Regions from separate parts of the Sus scrofa genome. Here region 1 is linked to region 2. The links are chromatin contacts, called in public HiChIP or PLAC-seq maps. All regions are on one chromosome and are shown on one strand. The core of a region is the stretch at or near the end of the contact, and the rest is flanking DNA. Distances in the headings are between cores, read along the strand shown.

Region 1 (6,442 bases), core at 1,008-3,507, 350 kb before region 2:
TGAGCAGTGTCCTCGCCACCGTGGACAGCAGCGGCTCGGTGCTGCTTCTCACCTCCTCTCTCAACAGCTCCTTTGGCTCTGGACACTTGTCCCCAAGCACCGGGGTTCTACTCAGCAACCTAGTGGCCAAGTCTGCAACTAGTGCCTGGGCGTGTCCCCTCATCCTTCGTGGTAGCCCAGATGACCCAGAGACCGATGTGTTGGGGCTGGTGGCTTCAGGGACCCCCACAGTGACCAGAGTCATGTCTCACGCCCTGCTCAGCCACCTGGCCAGGCCCCAAACCCAGGCTCAGCACCCGCACCAGACCCAGCAAGGACCAACAGGGAGCCTCAGAGCTTGTGGCCACGCAACCCTACTCCAGGTGGCAGCCCACTCAGAGCACTCCCATGTCTCCAGTGTCCCCGGGGGCTGCTGCCCCTTCCAGGGGTTTTAAGGAGGGGGCAGTGTTGGGCAGGTGGGAGTCTCCAACCTGGAGGCAGGGGCAGAGCAGGCCCAGCAGCGATGGTGTGCATAAAGAGCATGCATGGCGTGTGCACTCACTGATGGCTCAGGACCTGGTCAGTTGCCTGGACTCGAGTTCCAAATCTTTTATCAGCTACGGAGCCTAAGGACGATGAGGAACGAATACCAGGGCTAGCGTTTGGATCCAGTCTGGGTAGGACAGGTGGGAGAATGCCATGCCCCAATGCCCCCATGCCCCCAGCCTGGGCTCTGAGCCCCTGGGCAGAGCAGACAGAGCCTGGGCATTGCTGGCATGTCCATTCTCCCCTTCAGGCCACAGCTGCTAATCTCCCTCGAGAGGGCTGGGAACAAAATAAAGATCAAGTCTCCTGGCTCTCATGTGCCCTTCCTGCTGCTTGGTTAATTTCACATCAGCTTTTGAGGTGCCTGTGGTCCAGGCTTCGCCCACAGATGCAGAGCTGGTGCCTGGTGATTTTTTGCTCCCCCCCTGTTCTGCTTACCTTCTGCCTCCTGAGGCACCATGTGTACAAAGTAAACTGCTTATTCACATTTTCTTTTTTTTCTTTTTGTCTTTTTGCCTTTTCTAGGGCTGCTCCCGCAGCATATGGACGTTCCCAGGCTAGAGGTCAAATCGGAGCTGCAGCTGCCGGCCTACGCCAGAGCCACAGCAACGTGGGATCCGAGCAGCGTCTGCAACCTACACCACAGCTCACGGCAACACCGGATCCCCAACCCACCGAGCAAGGCCAGGGATCGAACCTGCAACCTCATGGTTCCTAGTCAGATTCGTTAACCGCTAGCACCACAAAGGAAACTCCCAACTGCTTATTCACATTTTCTGAAACAGACAGCAGAGGGAGGGGTTGAGAGGGTGAGTAGGAGGTGCCCCGGGGGCCACAAAAGGGGCCGGATCTGGGTAGCCAAGGCCCTCCCCTCCCTGCCTCCCTAAGGGCTGGGGTCTCTCTGAACTATAACCCTCTAGAGACAGCTTGTCAAGCCAAGAAATAGGGGTGGCCAGTAGCTCTCCTCTCCTGCACTGTAAACGGTATCTCTGATCTAAGAGGACTTTTGATCCCACCACCTCTCCCTCCTTGCTCCCCCCACAAACACTAGTTCCCCCAGCTCAGTAAATGATATCACAGTCTACCCACTTTCTTTGTTTTTCTTTTTTTAGGGGCCACACCTCCAGAATATGGAAGTTCCCAGGACAGGGGTCAAATCGGAGGGAGCTGCAGCTGCCGGTCTACATCACAGCCACAGCAACGTCAGATCCAAGATGTGTCTGTGACTTAAAGCCTCCGCTTTCGGCAACACCAGATCCTTAACCCATTGGATGAGGCCAGGGACCAAACCTGCATCCTCACGGATATTAGTCAGATTCTTAAGCCACTGAGCTACAAGGGGAACTCTCACAATCTACCCACTTATTTTGGCCCCAAACCTATCATCCTTCTCTTTTTCATCACCTTCTACCAGCTCCAAATTAGCTGGAATTTTCTCATATTACCTTGGTCCAATCCACCACTGTGCAACTGGTCTTCCTGCTTCCACCCCTGCTCTCCTGCAATCCATCCCCCACACAAAGAAGACTAGTCTGCTAAAAGTATGGATAGGATCAAGACTTGTCCCTGCATAAAACCCTCCAATGACTTCCTATTACAATCAGAATAAAATCCAAACTCCTGAGCTCCCTGAGTGAGCGCGGAAGGGCCCAGCCGCCCCCGGCCCGGCCCGGCCCCGCCCTTTCCCCCGCCCCCAACCGGCTCCGCCCCCAGCCGACCCAACCCAGTGCGCACGCGCCGCGACCTGACCCGGAAGAGGCAGTCTTCAGGTCCCACGTGTTCCACGAGCATGGCGGAGACGGAGAGTATGGACGTCGCTGAGCCTGTGTCTCCGGTGGAGGTCCCGAAGACGGGCGCCGGGCCTGCCGACCGTCATGGTCTGCTGAAGCACAGCCGCGAGTTCTTGGACTTCTTCTGGGACATTGCGAAGCCGCAGCAGGAGACGCGGCTTGAGGCCACGGAGAAGCTGCTGGAGTATCTGCGCGCAAGGCCAAAGGTGTGGTGGCGGGGCCTGGGGCAGGAATCTGCGGGGCTTGGGGGCAGGAAGCTGCGTAGATCCCGGCAAAAATATGGCGGCGGGCCCCAGGACTCGGGACTGGGGTCATGGAGTCGCGAACCTGGAGGCCGAGGCGAATGCGCGCCGAAGCGCGAGGATGGGCGGGTGCCTGACGCGTCTTTTCCCTGGTGCACCTGGGGATGTGCTTGGTTCCTCAGGGATCGTCCGAGATGAAGTACGCCCTGAAGCGCCTAATCACCGGGCTCGGGGTCGGACGTGAAACAGCCCGGCCCTGCTACAGTCTGGCCCTAGCACAGGTGAGGTGGTGGCTCCCTGGAGGAGGCCAGCCATCCTACTCGGAGCGGTGGGGAGTGAGGAGGGCAGATACGGGGGAAGTGGCTGCTGAGAGGTTGTTGGGGTGGCGTCGGAGCTAATGGAGGGTGTCCCCACGTGGACGTGGAGAGAGTGTGTGAGCAAGATCTTTCTGCAGAGACGCCCAGGCAGGTGGAGTGGGAGGGTGAGTTTGCTTTTGAGTACATGGGTTCACCAACCACCAAGGTACATTTACTGTGGGCAGTAAGCTTTGGAGTGGGTTCACTTACCTTTTTAGGGTTCAGGGTCCGCCCCCCCCACTTGGCTAATTATAGGCCACCCAGTCCTTGTGGATCAGCCTGGGGGGAGCTCAGCAGGCTCTGGGGCAGAATGTCTCGGGGATCTCGGGGCACAGTCCAGGGGCTAAAGGAAGTACTTTCTGAAACAGGGAGGCAAGATTTCTCTCCATTCACTGCAGTGTTCCATCGTCAGCACTGCCCAGCATGGGGTGGGGCGTAGGCAGCTTTTGAGGCGTCCTTTGGATGGGAGCAGGGGCCCATGGACTCTGGGCAGAAGTTGAAGGGAGAAGTGGGAGGAGGTTGAGGTCTGAGGGATGTGGCTGGGCCGCTCCCCTGAGCCCCTCTCTTCCTCCTGGCAGCTGTTACAGTCTTTTGAAGACATCCCTCTCTGCAGCATCTTGCAGCAGATACAGGAGAAGTATAACCTGCAGAAGGTGAAGAAGGTGAGAATTAGTGGCCCCAGGGAAGTCGGCAGCCCCGGGGTGGGGAGCGCTTGGGCCCTTCTCACCAGTGCCTGGAATCCTTTTCCAGGGGATGATGAGACCAGCTCTCTTTGCAAACCTGTTTGGGGTGCTAGCCCTCTTTCAGTCAGGCAGGCTGGTGAAGGTAAGAGCCTTGGGGATCCCAGGGCGCGTGTGGACTAGCTTGGGAGTTGGAGGAGTGGCAGAGCCCTGTTGACACCCTGTCCCCTTCTGGGGGGGTCCCAGGACTCGGAGGTGCTGATGAAGTCGGTGAAGCTGCTGCAAGTCCTGGCTCAGCACTACAACCACCTGCAGGAGCAGCCCCAGAAGGCCCTGGTGGACATCCTTTCTGAGGTACTGGCTCACCAGCTTTGGGGCCTCTGATTGATAGCGCAGCCTGTTCCAGAACGTGGGGAAGACTCAAGTTAATGCCTGGAAGCAGGACTGTCCACAGATACATAAATGTGCACTGTGACACTTTGTAGTAACTAAGTTTAAAAAGTAAAAAGAAACAAGTATAGTTGAGTAGCATGTTTTATTTAACCTAGTATATCTGCAGTATCACTTTAGTCTGTAATCGGTATAAAAAGTTACAGAGGAGTCGTTCCAGTGTCCTGGCTCAGTGGAAATGAATCCAACTAGGAACCATGAGGGTGCAGGTTTGGTCCCTGGCCTTGCTCAGTGGGTTAAGGATCCGGCATTGCTGTGAGTTGTGGTGTAGGCTGGCAGGTGTAGCTCCAATTAGACCCCGAGCCTGGGAATCTCCATATGCTGCGGGTGTGGCCCTAAAAATACAAAGGACAAAAAAAAAAAAAAAGGTACGGAGGTAGTTGAGGAGTTCCCACCATGGCACAGAGGATTAAGAATCTGGCTGTAGCAGCTCGAGTTCCTGCGGAGGTGCAGGTTTGTTCCCCAGCCCGGTGCAGTGGATTAAAAGACCTGGCTTGCCACAGCTGTGGCTCGGTTTCAATCCCTGGCATGGGAACTTCCATATGCCACACACAGATGGCGGCCATAAAATTTTTTTCGAAAAAGATCTATAGGCCAGTAGCTGCAGCTCCATTTTGACCCCTGGCCCGGGAACAGCCCTTAAAAAAAGAAAAAAGCTGTAGAGGTATTTTATGGTTCCTCTCATGTTAAGTCTCCAAAACCCGGTATGCATTTTACACTGACAGCACGTGTCCATTCAGAATAGCGAATTCTAAGTGCTGTGTCCATGTGGGGCCAGTGGCTGCCATATTGGGTAGCAAGAGGGTGAAACCTGTTGGCCATTATTGTCTGGGTCGGAGCTGGCCCCTTCGGGGGGTCCCCACCACTCTGCTTGGGAAATGGAGGCGGACTAGGACCTAGAATCCTTTGCTGTTGGGGAAGAGGCAGGGACTGGCACGTCCCAGGCCAAGGCTTTCTTTACAGCCCCAGCCACAGAGCCAGAAGGACCCGGAGTTCGAATCCCAACTCTTCACTTGGAGCTCCTTGTATAAGAAGCAAGCTGGTCCTGGGAGTTCCCTGGTGGTTTAGTGGTTAGGACTTGGTGCTTTCACAAAGATCCTGCACCAAGCCGCTGTATGCCGCAGCCAGGGAGAAAGGAAGGAGGGAAGAAAAGGAAGAGGCTAATCCTGAAAGACTCAAAAGAGGAATGATCAAAAGGGCACACCTGGGCCAGTGAGCGCCAGAGAGGAGCTCGTTTAAACCTAGCTTCTGGGGCTTGGGGATTTGAGCTTTTTTAACAGATACCCTCTGGTCATGGTGTCTGATAGGTAGTTGTGACTGTTCCTCCTTGGGCTGGCACTGTACCAGGGGCCTTGTGGGAGCTGGGCAGGTGGAATGGGACCCAAAGGGCTCTCCCTGCAGGGGGAGGGACCAAGGGTGCCATGAGGGAGCCCCTCTCCCTCAACCAGTCCCCCCCACACCAGGTCCCTGAGGCCGTGTTGCAGGAGGTGCTGCCGAAGGTCCTCAAGACCGAGCTGAGTTCAGTTCTCGGCTCCCCTGAGCACCTGGAGCTGTTCCTCTTGGCCCAGCAGAAGGTGCCCAAGAAGCTGGAGAAGCTGATGGGACCGGTCAACCTGTTCTCAGATGAGAACATCCCCAGGTGCGAGGGAGCTGGCGGGTGGGCCCTCCAGCTTGGCTTCGTGCCACCGCCTGGGGGGAGGCTGTCCCCACGGCCCCGGGAGCCTGGCCCTGAGTTCCCTCTGCCATCTTCCACAGGCTGGTGACTGTGCTGAAGATGGCGGCCACCTCTGTGAAGAAGGAGCGCAAGCTGCCCGCCGTGGCTCTGGACCTGCTCCGCCTGGCGCTCCAGGAGGACAAGTTCCCATGGTTCTGGAAAGAGGTGGTGGAGCAGGGGCTGCTGAAGAAGCAGTTCTGGCCAGCCAGGTGTGTGGGCGCTTGGCCTCGCTCCGTCGCCTTGCCGCTGCTCGCTAAGCGAGGGCGGGCTGGCATCTGAGGTCCCCCCTGGGGCGCCCGAGGGCTCTGACCGGGCTTTCCTGTGCCCCCTTAGCTACCTGTGTTTCCGCCTGCTGGGCGCAGCCCTGCCGCTGCTGTCCAAGGAGCAGCTGCAGCTGGTGATGCGGGGGGACCTGATCCGACATTACGGGGAACACATGGTCACGGCCAAGGTGGGTGCTCACCCCTGGCCCTGCTGGAAGGGGGCAGGTTGCCCTTGACATCGGTGGTCCTGCCCGGGGTGGGAAGGAGCCTGGGACCAGGGCGCCCTTCCCCTCCGGGTAAAGTGAGCGACCCAAGGTCCCCTCCCCTGTCTTGCCCTCTGGACCAAGTGTGAGCAAGGTCAGCAGTCTGCCCAGCCCTCCCTCCACCCCCAGCTGGTGTCCCACTCAGGAGCCTCATCGTCA
Region 2 (7,111 bases), core at 3,832-6,331:
CCAAGTGGTCAGTGAGCTTGTAGGCCAGAGCCAAGCAGGGGGCAGTTCTCCTTAGGTGCAGGGACCTTCAGCTCCAAGTCCTGAAGTGCAAGTGGCCTTCCCAAGCAGCACCTGTCACATGGCAAGAGAAGCAGCAGAAAGCACTTGAAGGGTCGACCAAGGAGGAGGTAGCAGTCACACCTTCCCCAGCTGTGTCTGCCCAACCTCTTCAGTCCCTGAGAACTAAGATTCCAGGGTGAGTTCATGAACCCAGGATTAATAAGATCATCCTCTCGAGTCCAACTCCCTCTCTTGACTTTTCTGATTCTATTTTTTTTTTTTTTTTTTTTTTGTCTTTTTGCCTTTTCTAGGGCCACTTCCCGGAGCATATGCAGGTTCCCAGGCTAGGGGTTGAATCAGAGCTATAGCCGCTGGCCTACACCAGAGCCACAGCAACACAGGATCTGAGCCACATCTGAGAACTACACCAAGCTCACAGCAACACCGGATCGATCCTTAAGCCACGGAGCAAGGCCAGGGATCAAACCCGCAACCTCTGATTTTGTCCTCTAAGGAGGCAAATATTAGCCTCTGTCTGTCCTACATGAATTGTTTCCCAGATGGAAGGTAATGCTCGTCAAATATTTGTTCACATCAGTTGTGTAGGGCACTGCGCTTGCTTCTTAAATGAGAAGCTACCTAACAGTGTCCTAAAGACGGTTTTGGGAGTTCCTGTTGTGGGTGTTTGTCAAGACCACACGCAAAGAGGCCTTGAGCCTTCCTGCCTGTGTGCTGAAGCCACAGGTTTGGAATGCAGTGAGACAGGGAAGCTTCCCCCACCCGGGCTGCTTGTTCAACAGGTTCTGAGGCAACAGGCCAAAGCCACAGGTTGGACAAGCCTCTCCCAAGATGCCATGAGTGAAGGAACGAGGTGCCCCGGTCTCTTCCTTCTGGGACATAGCGCCACACTAACAACCAGAGTTTAAGGTGAAAAAGCCATGGGTGTTTTTCAGATTTTAACCTGGAGTCCAATCCCCGAAGAATTCCACCCCTTAAAAAAACTGCGGGACACATAAATGAATGCCATGGAAATGGCCTGGAGAATACCCACCAATGAATTCATAATTCTTCTCGTAGAATGAAAGCCAGTTTTGGAGTGTCAGCATCTCAGAAAATGACAGGTCAGATACATCATCCACAAGGCCTGTTTCAGAGTAGTCCCCGGTCACAAACGCTCTGGATGCATCTCGGCCTGTAGGAGACATGCTTCCAGCAGATTGACTTTTTTTTTTTTTTTTTTTTTTTGTCTTTTTGCCATTTTTTGGGCCGCTCCCTCGGCATATGGAGGTTCCCAGGCTAGGGGTTGAATCGGAGCTGTAGCCACTGGCCTACGCCACAGCCACAGCAACGCAGGATCCAAGCCGCGTCTGCAACCTACACCACAGCTCACGGCAACACCGGATCCTTAACCTACTGAGCGAGGCCAGGGATCGAAACCACACCCTCGTGGTTCCTTATTGGATTTGTTTTCGCTGCTGTGCCACGACGGGAACTCCTAGACTGATATTTTAAACAAACTGATCGTGTTATTCTCTTGCTTAAAAATCCTCCCTGGCTTCCTTTTGCCCTATGACAACATACATGTCCCTTAACATGCCACTCAGGGCCCTACGCCAGCTGCCACCCACCTCGCCTTGCCACCGCGCTCCCTTTCTCCCCTCCCCCACTAGATCAGGCCTCTGCTAACACCAGGATGCTCTCCTTAACACTTGTCACAAAAATCATTCATTCGTTGCTTATGTAACTATTTAGTGTCTGTATTTTCCACTAGTCTGCATGTTTTAGCAGGGAAAGGAACACACCAAACTCCTTTACAATCAATTCCCCAGTATGCGGTAGTGCCTGTTGTTGTTTTCGAGGTTTTTTTTAGGACCACAGCTGAGGCACATGGAAGTTCCCAGGCTAGAGGTCAAATCAGAGCTACAGCTGCCAGCCGACGCCACAGCCACAGCCACAGAAACGCCAGATCCAAGCCTTGTCTGCAACCTACACCACAGCTCACAGCAACGTCAGATCCTTAACCCACTGAGCGAGGCCAGGGATCGAACCCATGTCCTCATGGGTCCTAGCTGGGTTCATTAACTGCAGAGCCATGAAGGGAATGCCATTGTGCCTGATTTTTGGTAAATTCTCAATAAAATACTGACTGAATGAAACCCGCTCATTTAGAATCACTTGGTTTTCAATATGAGTATCAATTCAATGAGGAAAAGAATAGTCTTCACAGCTAATGGGGCTTGGATAACTGAACAGCAACATGCAAAAGAATGAAATTACCACACACCATATATAAAATTGTCTCAAATCAATATGAGTTAAAACTATCTCTTACAAGAAAACATAGGCGTAAATCTTTGTGACCTTGGATGAGGCAATGGTTTCTTAGGACACCAAAAGCACAAGCAATCGCAGGTAAAATAAACTGGATTTGGTGAAAAATTTTATATTTTGTGCATTAAAGGATACTGCAAGAGAGTGAAGGCCCGAAACCATAAAACTCCCATGAGAAAACATAGGCAGTATGCTCTTTGGCATTGGTCTTAGCGTTATTTTGGGGAATATGTCTCCTCAGGCAAGGGAAACAAAAGCAAAACTAAACAAAGGAAACGACTTCAAACTTTTGCACAGCAAAGGAAACTATCAACAAGATGAAAAGGCAGCCTACTGAAAGGGAGAAGATATTTGCAAGTAATACATCTGAAAAAGGGTTAGTATCTAAAATATACAAAGAACTCATATAACTCAACATCAACCCCCCCACCCCCCCCAAAAAAAATCTTGCAAGTTAAGCTTTGTCATGGCTCTAGTTATTGCTGTGGATCCCTGGCCTGGGAACTTCTGCATGCTCTAGGAGTGGCCAAAAAGAAAAAGAAAAAGGCAGAGGACATGAAGAGACATTTTTCCCAAAGGATACTCAGCATCACTAATCATTAGGGGAATGAAAATCAAAGTCAGGAGATATCGCCTCACCCCTGTCAAAATGGCTATTATCAAAAAGAAAACAAATAGGAGATCCCGTTATGTCTCAGCAGGTTAAGAACCCGACTAGTATCCATGAGGATGCAGGTTCAATCCCTGGCCTTGATCAGTGGGTTAAGGATTCAGTATTGCCACAAGCTGCAGCATAGATCACGAATGTGGCTCAGATTCCACGACGTGGCTGTGGCAAAGGCTGGCAGCTGCAGCTGATTCTACCCCTAGCCTGGGAACTTCCATATGCTGTGGGTGTGGCCCTAAAAAAGAAAAAAAGTAGGTTATTTGTTGCCAGGGGCATAGTAGGAGGAAATGGGGAATGACTCCTAACAGATAAGGAGTATCTTTGGGGGATGATAAAAAATGCTCTGGAATTAGTTAGTGGTGGTGTTTGCACAACTTTCTATGTTAAAAACCACTGATGGAGCTCCCACAGTGGTGCAACGGGATCAGCCATGTTCCTGCAGTACCAGGACAAAGGATCTATCCCCCTCTGGGCACAGTGGGTTAAAGTATTTGGCCATTGACACAGCTGGAGTTGATCCTTGCCCTGGGAGCTACATATGCCGCCAGGCAGCCAAAATGAAAACAAAAACACACTGAATTGTACTCTCTTAAAAAGGATGGATTTTACTTATTTATTGGCCATGCTCACTGCATTGAGAAGTTCCTGGGCCAGGGAATGAACCTGCACCACAGCAGTGACCCCAGCCACAGCAGTAGCAAAGTGGGATCTTCAACCACCAGGCCACCAGGGAACTCTGATAAGCTTTTTCAAGGAAGGCAGACAAGTACGTCTATACTAGAAGCAAGAACGATTCAAGCTTCTTAGGGAAAATTTGGAGTGGGGTGAAAGAAAAGTCACTTTGGATTGGAACACACTATAGAAATGATTAATCAGCAGGGCAACTCTGAGGGCAGGGCCAGGGCCTCACTCATCTCTGCCTTGAGAGCTAGGCAATGTGGCACAAAGTAGGTATTCTACTGGCGGTGAAAGAGTGAACAACAGGCAAGAGATGTATTTGTTCAACCTAAGTCACGAAGAGCGGTGGGGAGACAGGACAGAGGCAGGTAACAGGTGCCCACAGTCCTGCCAGAGTCAAAACAGACCAGAACGATGATGTATCTGAGAACGGCCCCCAAAGTGGTCTGACAAATGTGGGTAGGAAAAAAAAAAGCAGATGAATAAACGAAGGAACGAATGAATGAGTGAATGAATGAAACGCAGTCGGCAACCCGCCCGCGTCGTAGCAGGAAACGGCGGGAGCCGCCCGGCTAATACCTGCGAAGCCGCTATACGGGGCCCCAGGTTCGTAGTGCCTCCGGCCAGAGGACACATCGTAGACGCGGCCGAGCAAGGCCAAGTAGAGGCCAGGGTCCCCAGGGCGGCCGCGATAGCGGGCCAGCTCCTCGGGTATGAAAAGGCGGAAGTCAGCGCGGGGACTCCACCAGCCTGTCAGCCGAGCGATCATCGCCGCCACCGCCGCCGCGGCCAGGCCCAGCCAGAGCCCACGCCCGCCGAGCCTCGGCATTTAGACAGCTGTACCCCTCCGCTGCTCCGAAGTTGCCACCTCCGTCCACAACCAAGATGGTGGAGGAGCCGCCGCAACGTCATCGGCGCGACGCGCGCTCTCCCGTGTCCTCCTGTCGTTAAGGGGACCACGGAAAGGGAAGTCTTTGGCAAAAGCGTCACTACTTAGCTCCAACTCTTTCTCGTACTTTACCAGCATAGGTAGTGAACGTGGAACGATACCGAGAAAGTGAGCAGCGACAAGCTTTCTGGGCCCTCAAGTTGCCGCCCCCAACAAAGATGGTGGCAAAAGGAGGCTGGGGGATGACGTAGACATAACTGGAGACGCACCCTCCTGGAAATCCGGCTGTCCTCGGTTAGCTGTTTCACGACAGCCGGTGGAGTCCGCCTGACGGCGTCGTTGCGACAGTAGTCCTCGCTTGTGGGCGAGGAAGCCGGAAGCCGCAGCCGCCGCCGTCGTCCCCTCCCCGTCCCCGCCCGCCGGGTGCCGTCGGAGGTTGACAGGTCGTGGCGGGGAGGCGGCGGCGGCGGCCGAGCCGGGCGCCCGAGGCGGAAACCCCATGGGGAACGCTCCGAGTCACAGCAGTGAAGACGAGGCGGGAGCCGCCGGGGGCGAAGGCTGGAGCCCGCACCAAGACTGGGCCGCGGACTCCGGCACGACCCCCGGCCCGGGCCCCGCGGCCCCGGCGCTGCCCCCGGCCGCGGCTCTGCTGGAGCCGGCTCGGCTGCGAGAGGCGGCGGCTGCGCTGCGGCCCACCCCACCCTGCGAGTCTCTGGTGTCTAGGCACCACGGCGCGCTGTTGCGCTGGCTGGAAGAACGGCTGGGCCGCGGCGAGGAGTCCGTCACCCTGGAGCAGTTCCGGGAGGTGCTGGAGGCTCGTGGCGCCGGCTGCTCGGGCGAGCAGTTCGAGGAGGTCAGGGCTGACTGGAGATTGTGGGGCGGGGGCAGGGGCAGTCATCCCCAAGGGCGTGAAGAGGTGGGTGGTGGCTTTGGAGAGCCTAGGCGGGAATCCATAGGGTCTGCAGGTTCTGAAACTAGGAGCAAGGGTGTGCCGGGACCTATACTGGCGCTTCCAGCCTGCTCGAGCGGGTCGACTGTGAATCTCTTTAACCTTTACTGGGCATGTAGAAAGCCTAGGTCGTTCTTACTCAGAAGTACTGACCAAGCCTAGATGTGTCTGCATGTTGCTGTAGTACAGACCTTTGCGCTGTCCCCTGACACTGGTTCAGCTGCCCTCTGGAGCTTAGTGATCATGCTCCAGAATGGTTTAAGATGTGGTGCAGGGATCAAGGGAGTGGCCATGAGAACCATTCTGTTTTATAGGCTCGTGGGTTTTTAGCCCGCACCTTCCAAATCCAGTGTGGGGGCCCAGCAAATGTGGGAGGAGAGTAACATTTACTGGAAAAATTCACATTCTGAAAGGCACTCTCACCACAAAAACTGGCTTTTCCAAAACACATGTTAGCTTTTAGGTTTTTGAAGAACCATGTTTTAGACTCTCTTAAATGTCCCTCGAACCTAAAACTGATAGGCAAATACCAGGTTTCATGTGACTACTTGTAATTGTACAGTTTGGGGCATAATCATCAACGTCATCTCTGCTAAGTGATGAACAGTGAATTGATTCGGCAAGAAAATGTTTTCCTTAGAAGAGATCTTGGCAATTATCTATACCAAACACTTCATTTTATTTTATTTTTTTAGGGCCGTATCCTCGTCATGTGGAAGTTCCCAGGCTAGGGGTCGAATCGAAGCTTCAGTTGCCAGCCTACACCACAGCCAGAGCAATGTTGAATCCGAGCCTTGGCTGTGGTCTACACCACAGCTCACAGCAACGCCAGGTCTCGGACCCCACTGAGTGAGGCTAGGGATCAAACCCGCATCCTCATGGATACTAGTCAGGTTTTTCTGCTGTGCCACAATGGGAACTCCCCCAAACACTTCATTTCAGAGTTTAAAAGAGAACTGATCTAGGCTTGCCCTGTGAATCAGTTGACAAAACTGAAACTGTCACTCAGATTTCTTGGGGAGTTTTTTGGTTTGTTTGTTTGTTCTGTGTCCTGCTACCTCCTTCCTGGGCCCTGCTTCTTTCTTTCTCTCTCTCTCTCTCTCTTTTTTTTTTTTTTTTTTTTTTGTCTTTTGTCTTTTTTATGGCCACACCCGCAGCATATGGAGGTTTCCTAGGGGTAATCGGAGCTACAGCTGCCAGCCTACACCATAGCCACAGCAAGGGCAGATCCGAGGCACGTCTGCAACTTACACCACAGCTCATGGCAACGCTGGATCCTAAACCCACTGAGCGAGGCCAGAGATCGAACCCACACCTTCATGGTTCCTAGTAGGATTCGTTTCTGCCATGCCACGACGGGAACTCCCCTGGGCCCTCTTTCTACAGTGTAGTAGCAAAAAGGTGCTTAATTTGTCAGAATGGGTAAACTACGTAGTATATTCAGTGTCAATGAAAGGTGAACATGTAAAGCAGTAAACTGACAGGTTCTCAAGATGCCATTCAAAAGTGATGTACACTTTCAAACCAGAGGTTTTTTAAAATACTTTAAGAATGTTTT

Evidence for each region. HiChIP or PLAC-seq counts read pairs in DNA pulled down with a chosen protein or histone mark.
Region 1: an H3K27ac HiChIP or PLAC-seq map of skeletal muscle shows a contact between it and region 2, with 5 times the contacts expected there. The contact joins the promoter of MYBBP1A here to the promoter of ZZEF1 in region 2. A contact is called at or near these places in 1 of 5 promoter capture datasets (liver) and 1 of 2 datasets of contacts at active chromatin or transcription factors (skeletal muscle).

The regions. Positions count from the first base shown.
Region 1 is chr12:50,501,900-50,508,341 of Sscrofa11.1, reverse strand. It overlaps MYBBP1A (myb-binding protein 1A), which reads left to right and starts at 2,257. Exons shown (of 26, transcript XM_005669133.3): 1 at 2,257-2,521; 2 at 2,740-2,838; 3 at 3,492-3,575; 4 at 3,664-3,738; 5 at 3,840-3,947; 6 at 5,507-5,682; 7 at 5,799-5,966; 8 at 6,091-6,208. The coding sequence starts at 2,315. GGT6 (gamma-glutamyltransferase 6) reads left to right here. Exons shown (of 4, transcript XM_021067705.1): 4 at 1-841. The coding sequence ends at 434.
Region 2 is chr12:50,153,228-50,160,338 of Sscrofa11.1, reverse strand. ZZEF1 (zinc finger ZZ-type and EF-hand domain-containing protein 1) reads left to right here and starts at 5,081. Exons shown (of 56, transcript XM_021067699.1): 1 at 5,081-5,457. The coding sequence starts at 5,104. It overlaps LOC100520452 (neuferricin), which reads right to left and starts at 5,123. Exons shown (of 4, transcript XM_021067695.1): 1 at 4,874-5,123; 2 at 1,091-1,231. The coding sequence starts at 5,105.